2 separate regions of the Danio rerio genome follow, and region 1 is linked to region 2. Evidence: chromatin contacts called from public Micro-C data. All regions are on one chromosome and are shown on one strand. The core of a region is the stretch at or near the end of the contact, and the rest is flanking DNA. Distances in the headings are between cores, read along the strand shown.

Region 1 (5,720 bases), core at 1,106-3,605, 61 kb before region 2:
TACTGAACATCATAATAGAAAATATGCTGTTTCAAGGCATCTTTGGCGCAGCTTCCTATCATCGTCATTGTAGTGCATTCGTGCGACGTGAAGTTATGTTTTTCAAGAAGTGCGCAAGTATATGAGCTCGTGAAGGCTGCACTGAACCAAACCCATGCGTTCGACGGCGCGGGGTTAGGTGTCTCCACACGGAGCAGGGAAAGTAATTGAAAAAATTGATCTGGAAATATTAGATCGATTATAGGTTCTAAAAGTCAATTTCTTTTACTTTTCGATTAATCACCAGCCATATTATTTTTTATAAAGTATGATCTTATTCTGCATCCCTAATCCTTATAACTTAAATTAATAAACAGCTAATTCGTTGTTTTTTAAGCTAGTAGTGTCAGTTAATAGTTTGCCAATACCCTGAACTGTGACTTAAACTAAAGTGTTTCCAAAATATCTCACTTTGTATTCCGAAGATAAATTAAAGTGTTAGGGGATTGGAATGACATGAAGGTGGGTAATTAATAACATGATTTTCAGTTTTTTGTTTCAATTTTCATTCAATTAATATTTCAATTTTCATTTACTTCAATTTATAAAGATTCTGACATGAAGGCCCTTTAAACTTGTAAAATATTTCCCAAGCATAACATAAAACACAAAATTGTATAAAAATGTTAAGATGGATATTTTCATCTTTAGTTTATAAGTCCTGACAAAAGATTAGATTGCTGATATTTAAACACTTATAACTTAATCAGATTTCCATTGACTTCATGAGACTTCCATCCAAATGAAAAAAACACAGAGAAGAACATAGGAAGGTACATACAGCTATGCAATATATTAGGAGACTGCTAGATAATTAAGTGGATTTAACAGGTATGGCCAAGTACAATGTTGAAGATAAAAAAAAATAAAAAATAATTCCTTTCATTTACTCATACTCAAGTGAATATGAATTGTTATTTTTTTGGAGAACACAAAATACAAGATTTTCTGAAGAATGCTGGAAAAACTAGCCATTGTCATTCATAGTAACAACAATACTGTGGAAGTCAGTGGCTATACTGAGCATATTTTCCTTTGCATTAAAAAGAAGAAAGAAAATCAAACAGGTTTGGAAAAAGTTGAGGATCAGTAAATCATGGCAGAATGTTAATTTTTGAGTTAATATGTTTTACATTTTAAAAAGTTTTTTTTTCTTTTTTGAAAATCAGAGTCATTCCAGCAGATATTGATTTCACTAAGTTAGCATTGATATAAATATGATCTGATCTGTATGATCTATAAAGATCTGAAACCCTTCTCTTAATTTAAATAAAGCTACGCGTTTAAGTAAAACGTCATTTTTGTGTTATTCTGTAAAATACCGACAAGATTCCCATTTTAACCCAAAAATCTAATTTCCTGACATCTAATGAACATGAAAACAGGCTGCTTTTGTGTTTATACAATACTAATACAATTTTGTTTAATAATATGTTAAAATATATTTAAAGGTTTAAACTTGACTATATTTTACATGACTTTAATAGCCGCTATGGGAACAACACTGGATAATTTACCACGTTTGATAGCTCAATAGTAGTTTTACAAACATTATATTTAGCTTTTCTGGCATCTATTTTTTAAAAAGCAGTTTTTTGAAGTGAGTTTCGGAGCCAATACTCTTAAAACTGACATTAATCTGACAAGTTAGGCTTTGTTTACTAGTACATTCTAGTAACTGTATTTGACTTAAGTGGCTTCAAGTTGATGAGTGTGAAAGTAATAAAATAGAACCGGAAAATAGACATTTAAATTTAAAACAACATATAGAAATATCTGATATTCCATAGAAAATAAAATGTATTTGGCTTTCAATATCTGGAATGGACCTTTTAAAATGTTATAATATTCCATGAACTCTATAATCTGTGAGTACCCTGTACTAAATGCTTTTTTCTAAAATGCTTTGTCTTTTTTTTGGCCCAAATATCTGCATAAAATAACCAAATGTTCTCAAACAAGTTATTTTTATTATTGATGTTGTTATTATTACTATTATTATTATTTACAACACAATCCCGAGATTTTAAAATCAAGAGTTAAAAAAAAAAAAACTGTATTGGGTCCAATAACCCGAAGTTTCAATCAAATGGAGAATTTTCAAATGGTCTCTTAATTTTTTCAAAGCTGTATATTAACCACTATTGCTCAGCACAACACTTAAACATCGACACACTGGTCTTCCGTTGTTTTCATAATTCCAGCCAAGACCGTTGAAGGAGCAGGCAAGATTTTATCTCTGGAACAGAAGGAACTGTGCTTGAGTTTACAGTCCCTTGAGGCATCCGGAGGGAACGCTGCTTTCCTGAGGCAAAATGTGGGGTGATGCATGTTGAAGAAGAACACAGAGCAATAGGCACAGTTCTTTTGCAGTCGAGCCCTTACGTGTCTTATGGCGCAGTAAAAGCGTGTGGCGATCCGGATGGTTTGTAGCTTTTGGCTCATGCGTGATTTGGACGGAGCCTCTTCAGGTGGACGTGGCTGCAGGGAGAAGGAAGGTCAGATGCAGGCAGCTTCACAAATCACGTGGAGGTGACCAGAACTTTCTAGATAAACTCTGTAGCTTCATTTTATTACATGTTTAAGGGCTAGTTCACACAAAAATGAAAACATACAAACCATTTATTCACCCTCAAGAGATTTTTGTTCTTCTGTTGAACACAAAAGATGATATTTTAAAGAATTTTGGAAACTGGTAGCCATCAACATACATAGTAGGAAAAAATATTAATATGAAAGTCAATATTTGGACGTCTGGTTTTGGCGAGAACAAGATGGCAGCGTGATAACTTTAGCTCCCGACAACAAGATTAAAAAGAGCAAAGCAAAGAGTAATTACTTTTAAGGTACAATTATTAGTTTCTAGGAGGAAGTCGATGGCTATGACAAAATAGATACAAAACAAAAAGAAAATAGCACACAATATGGAAAACATTTATTTATTCATTCATTTTCCTTCGGCTTAGTCCCTTATTTTTTAGGGATTGCCACAGCGAAATGAACTGAAAAGTATTCTTGCATATGGTTTCCTCAGCGTATGCCCTTCGAGCCGCAACCAATACTGGGAAAAACCCACACACTCCCACATTCACACACTCACTCATACACTATGGCCAGTTTTGTTTACCCAATTGACCGACTGTATAGCACATGTGAACAAGGGGAGAACATGCACATTCAAACTCCACGCAGAAATGGCAACTGGCCCAGTCGGGACTCAAACAAGCAACCTTCCACATGAAAAACAGCAATCTAATAACACAGAGAGTGCCAGGAAGATATTGAGGTTAATCTAAACACAATATTCAAAGAAATAGAGAGATAGCAAGAAACAATTCCAAGAGCTAAAAGCGGACATCAACAAAACTAATTGGAGACTTGACGAAATGGAGGAGCGGATAACAGCAATGGAGGACTGAATGCAAACTACAGGAGGATGTAATCACGAAGATAATCAAACTGCTCGGTCAACTCGAAGCCAAACTAATTGATCAAGAAAGTCAATATCAATGTTTTCATCAAAAGACTCTAAATAGATGTATGTGCAAAACTGCAATATCACACTAGACATTTGCAAATAAAGCAGTTTCCAACCATTGAGTTAAAGGCCGCATTTACAGTGCACTGTTCAAGTGACTCAATTCCGATTTTTTTCTCCCATGTGGCACAGATCGGATATGGCCCATGTACGTGTAAGCAGGAACAAATCACATGGATTCCGATTTACTCAAATCAGATTCAGGCCTTGTTCATATGTGAAAATTTATCCGATATGAATTGGATCTGTGTTCCCGTGTCTGCAGTGTAAGCAGGTAGATCGGCAGATTTTCACCTGTCAATGCGAGTCGTGCGTCATTAAAAACCTTATCGAATGACGTCAAGTCTGACACTTTAATTTCAGAACAGACTTCAGCAGAGTCCCAAACCTTAAATCTCACACACGAGGACTTAAACAGCTTTTATATTCTCATATAGCAAAGGTACTTAAGCATGTTAACTAGAGCAAGAGTGAGTGCAATGTCCACCACATAAGTAATATAAACTAATATAAAACTAGTGCATACACTACATGCTTAATTTACCCCATGGACATTACATTAAGATGCCTGAAGGTTTAAAAACAACCTTTATATCAAAATAAGATGGACAAATGAGAACCTTTCTGTAAACTATAGTAAAACAGCTTGTCAAAAGCTGCGAACATATTACATAGAGGAATAGAGAAAACAGCACATTTTAATTATCAGCTGTTAGTCAGCGACCGCTCTTTTTTTCTCCTGGTCATTGCGTCTTTGTCGTGTTCTGTGAATTTGCAGACGATCTGATCAGAGTCACTTTTAAAAGATGATGTAGGCAAGTCATCAAAAAAAAAAATTTGGATACAGTCACAAAATCGAAATTGACCACCAAGATCTGCAGTGTAAATGCAGTCAAAGTAAACTAAATCATCACTTCCTGATAAACCTGCACTAAACATCGAAAAGAAAAAAGGGGTTTGCTGTGATAGAAGTTACCGTGAGCCATGTTTCACACATAATAAATTACTTCTCCCTGAAAGGATCGTTGGAAGCACAAACACTTAACAACAAACCACTTTGATGATGGACTTTGGCTAAGGGATTTTAGAATTACCAAAAACAACATTTTAGATGCTGTACAATGTGGTCTGTCTATTGGTTTAACCAGTATTGCCATTCCATTGAGCCTATTTTTGTTATCATGATCTGTTAAAGGGGTGGTCCACTACGATATCCTATTTTAAACTTTAGTTGATGTGTAATGTTGCTATGTAAACATAAACAACATCATAAGTTAGCTTAGCAAAGACTGCGCTGCTTGTAGAGGCATGATGCTCTTCATGGTGATGTGGAGCCGATCAAAGCACATTATGTTAGCTGACCAATCAGAGCTTCTTGAGGGTGGGCCTTTCTGAGGAACTAGGAAATATGACATGCATTTTCATGTTAGCTGAGTAGCTGTATATGATTAAAGTAAGACATATGAACAAATAACATGATTTTCTATAAATGAAGCATGAGCACACATCGCTTTGCATCTTATAAACACAACCAAGCCTTAAAAATACACTCTGGACCACCCCTTTACAACACCTTGTTTGATGTTGCATTCGCATGTTGGAATTTATTCAATAAATGTGTAGCCATCGTAGTTCGTGAGCATGGAGTGTATCCATTGTAGTTTCATGAACCTTTTCAAAATGTCAATGGCATTTCCATTAAGCATATTTTTATGCAATAGTGCAAAAAGCCCACAAATATAGGTGGATGGAAACAGCTAATGGCTACTACTTTCAAACATTCAAAACTCCTTCCTTTGTGTTCAACAGAATACAGCAAGTGAAACAAGTTTGGAGAAAGTGTAGGCAGAGTAAATGATGACAGAAGTTTTATTTTTTGCGTGAACTAACCCTTTAAGAAAGCACAATGGAGGAATTAAAAAAGATGGAAATAGCCCACAAAACATGCTTCAGAAGAATCACACAAAATGTACAGAGTGATTTGAAGTTGATTGATAACATGGCTGTTGTACAACAAACAAGTAAAGGCACAAAAATGATGTTTAGGAAATCACAATTTATGAAATACAGAGAATGGCAGTACATGTGGTCTGTATATGACACATAATTACAAATATACACCAGTTCATATTTGCCCAAGAGT
Region 2 (5,148 bases), core at 1,435-3,934:
TTTTTGTTGGGCTTGTTGAAAGTCTCTTTACAGTCCAATGTTAATGATTACAGAATATGATCTGTATGTGTTTATATGTATTTTTATATTCTGGGTAAGGCGTACAACTAAAAAATGTTCACCCAATTAAATATTGCCGGGCCGACAATAATTTCCCGGAATTACTCCCATAATTCAGATGAGTAGCTCAAATTGTGTCAACAAATGCAGATTTGGGCTTTTGCGCATCTCTGTTCACGCATATCATTAGCGTGTGCATGCCTGCATGAGCGCAGCGCGTTCACGACACATACACATTAGACATATGCTGAATTAAATTTTTTAAACTCCTGAATCAATATTGGAGTTACTTTTGCATGACGGAGGAAGGTCTGAGACTGCATTATGTCTGCAGCCAGACTCTGTTGGTGATTTAAGGAGGCATAGCTTTGAAACATTCCCTCCCCTCCCGTCCAAAGCTAATATGCTAACCGATTAGCATTTTGGCAGATCACCTACTGCACCTTTGAGCTACTTGAAAATGTATCTCTCTCCCTCTGTCATCTTTCCATCAAGCAAATTTCTCGTGTTAGCCTAATTTGTTGGCAATGTCAGCGACCAGACCAAGAGGTGGCAGTAACACATCAAAAAGTTTGTTGTCGACCACCGAAAAACAGGTAGGAGTCATTCTCTCCATCATATGGATCAGCTAGACACCGGCCTCACAGCTCAGTGAATGTAGGTGCCATCACTTATTGATCCATGATGGGTAAATGTATTTTGTGGACGCTACTTCGCTACTTGACAAAAAATAGCTTCCCTACTCAATAGCTATTTGATTTAGAAAGTAGCGATGCTACCTCCACGCTACTGAGAAATGTAGTTAGGCTAGAAGCGTCACTAATTGTACTGCCCAACACTGACTACAACATACAAAAGAGAGCGATCGACTTAGAAAGTCACTTATCAGTTTAATAACGATTTAATCAGCTGTAGTTTAACATTACTATTACTGACACTATTTTCCTCCTTTAGGGGGTTATTATGCGGTCTCTGTCGCCATCTTGTGGTGGAACGCTAATCGTCTTTGCTCAATATGACAGGCTGATGGACTGATGGATTAAATATTTAATATAGGCACTATCCTTATAAATAAACTGCATAGTGGCAATCTAAACAACTACAATCTTGCCTAAAAAGCCTCAAAAGTGCATTATGTTGTCCAACAGCTGCAATATTTGTCAAACTGTTGTGAGTTTATTGATCTGCTGGCACTCTATATGGGAGGAATAATACACGAGGGTGAGGAGGCTGTTATTGCAGAATATCAGCCAATCAGATTCAAGAACCAGACAGAACTGTTGTATAAATCTGATTATCATCAGCATGACAATGTAAACCATGATGATAAATAATATATTCAAGAGGCGTCCTAATAAACATTAATGGGCCTATAGTACAGAGCCCTGGGGAACACCCTGTCAAAGTAGAGCAGTATAATTGTGCATATGTAGTATTGCCCTTCAGTAAGATAGAACCAAGATAATGCAGCACCTATAGGACATCTGGCAGGACAGCAGTAACTATTGACAGACCGTATCAAATGCTGAGCTGAGGCCGAGTAACAGGAGAATGGTAAGAGATCATTGATAACCTTTATTAAAGCAGTTTCAGTACTGTGATGCTGCGAATGGAAACCATATTGAAATTTGTCAAACTAGCAAGAAAGAGACTTTTATCTTTCAACCTTTTACATTTTTATTTAAACAAATGGTCAATTTTTTGGACACAGTGGTGGTTAGCACTGTCGCCGAACATCAAGAAGGTTGCTGGTTCAAGTTCTGGCTGGGTTAGTTGGCATTTCTGTGTGTAGTTTGCATGTTCTCCCTGTGTTCGTGTGGGTCTCTCCGGGTACTCCGCTTTCCCCCACAGTCCAAAGACATGCGCTATCTGTGAATTGAATAAGCTAAATTGGCCATAGTGTATGTTTGTGGAGTGTGCATGGATGTTTCCCAGTACTGGGTTGCAGCTGGAAGGGCATCTGCTGTGAAAAACGTATGCTGGAATAGTTGACAGTTCATTCTACTGTGGTCACCCCTGATGAACAAAGGGACTAAGCCGAAGAAAAATGAATGAATTAATGGTAAATTTTTGACTTTCAACATGCAGGAATGGAGCACTGTATGAAGAAAATCATTAATACTGCTACAGAAAAAAACTATATTATCAATTTTAGATACTAGATGATAGAGACAACCACCAGTCAATCCGATCAAACATTTGAAATGGCAAAAAAACTATTCCTAGTGTTCTCCCAAATGCTAGTCTGTCTGTGTTCTGCTGCCCTCTTTAGGCATTAGGATGCCATTATTCTCAATGACTCCTGACAGGTACTCAATATTACGTAAATGAAGAATCATCTAGCTGCAATATTCACGTGTCAGCAGAAAAGTTTTGATGACCAAAACTCATTAACAAAGATCAACTAAAGCATTTTATCAGGCTTTAAAATACATAATTACAAAATTAAACGTGGCACTATCACACGTTTTTTTTGTATTAATAATAATTAATGTGACTCATTTTGACTCACACAGCGTCTACAGGACCGCCAGTTCCCCGTGGTCATTGTTTGAAGGCTCCTCCAACAGTCTCAGTGGGAGATGTTTGTTCAAATCTCACGCATCTTTGCTCCAGTTTCCTCACTGCGAGAGCAGCCGCACGCTGATAAACACGCGCGAATTTAAAGCTCTGCGACATAAACTCGCCACATGCTGCAACAAATCTGACATACCTTTGAAATTAAGCAACAGCTTCTGGATTATCGGAGTTGTCGGAGAAGTTATGCTATTTTCCCAGACCGTCGCAACGGCTTCAAAATGAACCCTCATTGCGCGCGCTGTGGAAAAATCGTCTACGCAACAGAGAAAGTGAACTGCCTGGATAAGGTACATTCTCTTTTCTTAAAAACATATTAAGTGATGTGTATCCCAATATTTTATAAACATCTATCCCTATCATATATGATAACTCGTTGGATTAAGCTTTCACTGTTTTACAGTATTGGCACAAAGGATGCTTCCATTGTGAGGTGTGTAAAATGACTCTCAACATGAACAACTACAAGGGATATGAGAAGAAGCCCTACTGCAACGCGTATGTTGACAAACATTGTAGTTTATTAATTATGTTTGTTGGAATTTTCTGTCTAATGGAAATTGTTGACACTGTTTTAGCCTACCTATAACCTGCAATGTTTTTTATTTTCACTTGAATACACTATAATTATTGACATTGATGGTTCCACATACAGCCTTTTATAACAATGGCACATTTTCATGCTGCAAAACATTGTGTAAATGATAATTTTAGATTATATAAATGTCAAATAAATTTTTATGCTAGGTTAACAAAGGTTCTGTGGGAAACTAAAATTGGTTCTTTGCTGCAAAAACCTTGTGTTTAATGTCTCATCTCCTTTCTCCATAAAGGCACTACCCAAAACAGACCTTTACTATAGTGGCAGACACTCCTGAAAACCTTCGACTGAGACAGCAAAGTGAGCTCCAAAGTCAGGTAAGATCACTTCTTCACACACATTGCAACCACATGATGAAGGAATATTTTGAGAATAATCTTTAAAATTTGAAGTTGGCATATCCCGGGTAGGAATGTTATTTGTTGCTGGTATAGACATTTTAAGGGGAAAATCGTGAGACAATTGCTCTTGTTTTTATCCGAGCGAGTGTTTTGTTTGCCAGAGAGGGACTGGGTGTGATACTTTGAGGTCAGCATGGAGAAAAGCAAGGCAGCTGTCGGCTCTGTGGTGCACTGGCTGATCCCCTTGGTGTCTCCACCTGGCATCACAAAAGATGCTGCCAAGTCCATTCTGAAGCCGACCTAATGCTGGCATGATGACAAAAAAAACTATTTTTCTTAAGGATCGGTCAGCATGCTTCAAAAATGTTTTGCGCACTTGACTACACAACATTGTACCTATTGCAGGAACTACTTCTCATATTTAGTGTTTCTTTAAGACTGCTTTATGCTCACCAAGGCTGCAATCCACATAAAAAATAGATATCTTAAAATAAACTTAATTTCATCGTGATACTTTAAGCTGAAAAACCATATCAGCCAAGTGATGAAATGTTTTTCTTTTTTTTTCAGGTGAAATACAGGAAGGATTTTGAACAGAGCAAGGGACGGGGCCTCAAATTTGTCCTGGATACTCCTGAGCTACAGAGACTGAGGAAGGCCCAGGATCAGATCAGTAATGTATGCTTAATAATTCAGGAAAAAAAAAGATGTAGCTAAATGGAAGTGTTGGGGGGTGGGGGTGGGGGGATAAAATGAACATTTAATTACTTATTTAATTTATGTTTAATTAGTTAGCTGTGGTTTTTAGGTATTCAAACTGGAGCAGGGACCCACAGAGGGCCACAAGTTTTAGGGATCTGAGGAAAGTCTGGAGAAAAAGCATAAAAATTATGCAAATAAACATAATATAAATATATAAAAATGTAAAATAATAAATATTAAGATAAAAACTGATACATAAATTACATTAATGAATAATAAACAACTTGATTTATCACAATACAATACTAGAAAAGCGAGTAATGTCATACACACTTCATATTTTCAAAATAATATTGTAAAACAATATTCTTCCAAGCACAATGACAATGATGGTCTTCCCAAGAGTAGAAAGACTAATATTGTTAAATATTACATGTGAATACTGTAACATAAACTGAAATGTATTCAATTTCAACAGCATTAATCCTTCAGAAATCATACTAACATGTGCACGAAACGTGTGGCGTCTCTCTTCTTTTTACAGGCGAAATATCATAAGGACTTTGAGGTGTCAGGTCTGCAAGGGGTCACTCAGGGAATGCGTGGGACGTACGCGGTGCGATCTCAGATGACGCCGAACAATGAAACTGTGGCTAACAGCACACACAAGGCTGTACATCAGTACATTATGGAGATGGACCGAAGACCTGGTGTTATCGTGGGTAAGTTCTCTACTCACACATCGTCACCTTAGAATTGTCAGGTTCTATCTGACATTTTTGTCAAAATTGAGCTATTGACATAATCTTATTAAATGTCAACTTATTTACATTATGGGTTGTTTTTTAAAGTTTTTTTACATTAACA

What was found. A called contact is a pair of places that touch in the nucleus more often than the background predicts.
Region 1: a Micro-C map of caudal fin shows a contact between it and region 2, with 2.4 times the contacts expected there. The contact joins the enhancer-like site here to the promoter of nebl in region 2. A contact is called at or near these places in 2 of 18 Hi-C or Micro-C datasets (caudal fin and skeletal muscle).

The regions. Positions count from the first base shown.
Region 1 is chr2:24,362,471-24,368,190 of GRCz12tu, reverse strand. The region is part of intron 6 of pip4k2ab (phosphatidylinositol-5-phosphate 4-kinase, type II, alpha b); the gene reads right to left. Among named protein-coding and RNA genes, the nearest start is that of bmi1b, 28 kb to the left of the region's middle. Within about 2 kb of position 2,355, at least 1 of the 62 cell types and tissues checked has an H3K27ac peak or open chromatin away from gene starts, as enhancers often do. A contact at or near this core is called in caudal fin, where this site is marked.
Region 2 is chr2:24,302,824-24,307,971 of GRCz12tu, reverse strand. It overlaps nebl (nebulette), which reads left to right and starts at 2,684. Exons shown (of 7, transcript NM_001013571.2): 1 at 2,684-2,927; 2 at 3,041-3,135; 3 at 3,471-3,555; 4 at 4,150-4,257; 5 at 4,826-5,003. The coding sequence starts at 2,859.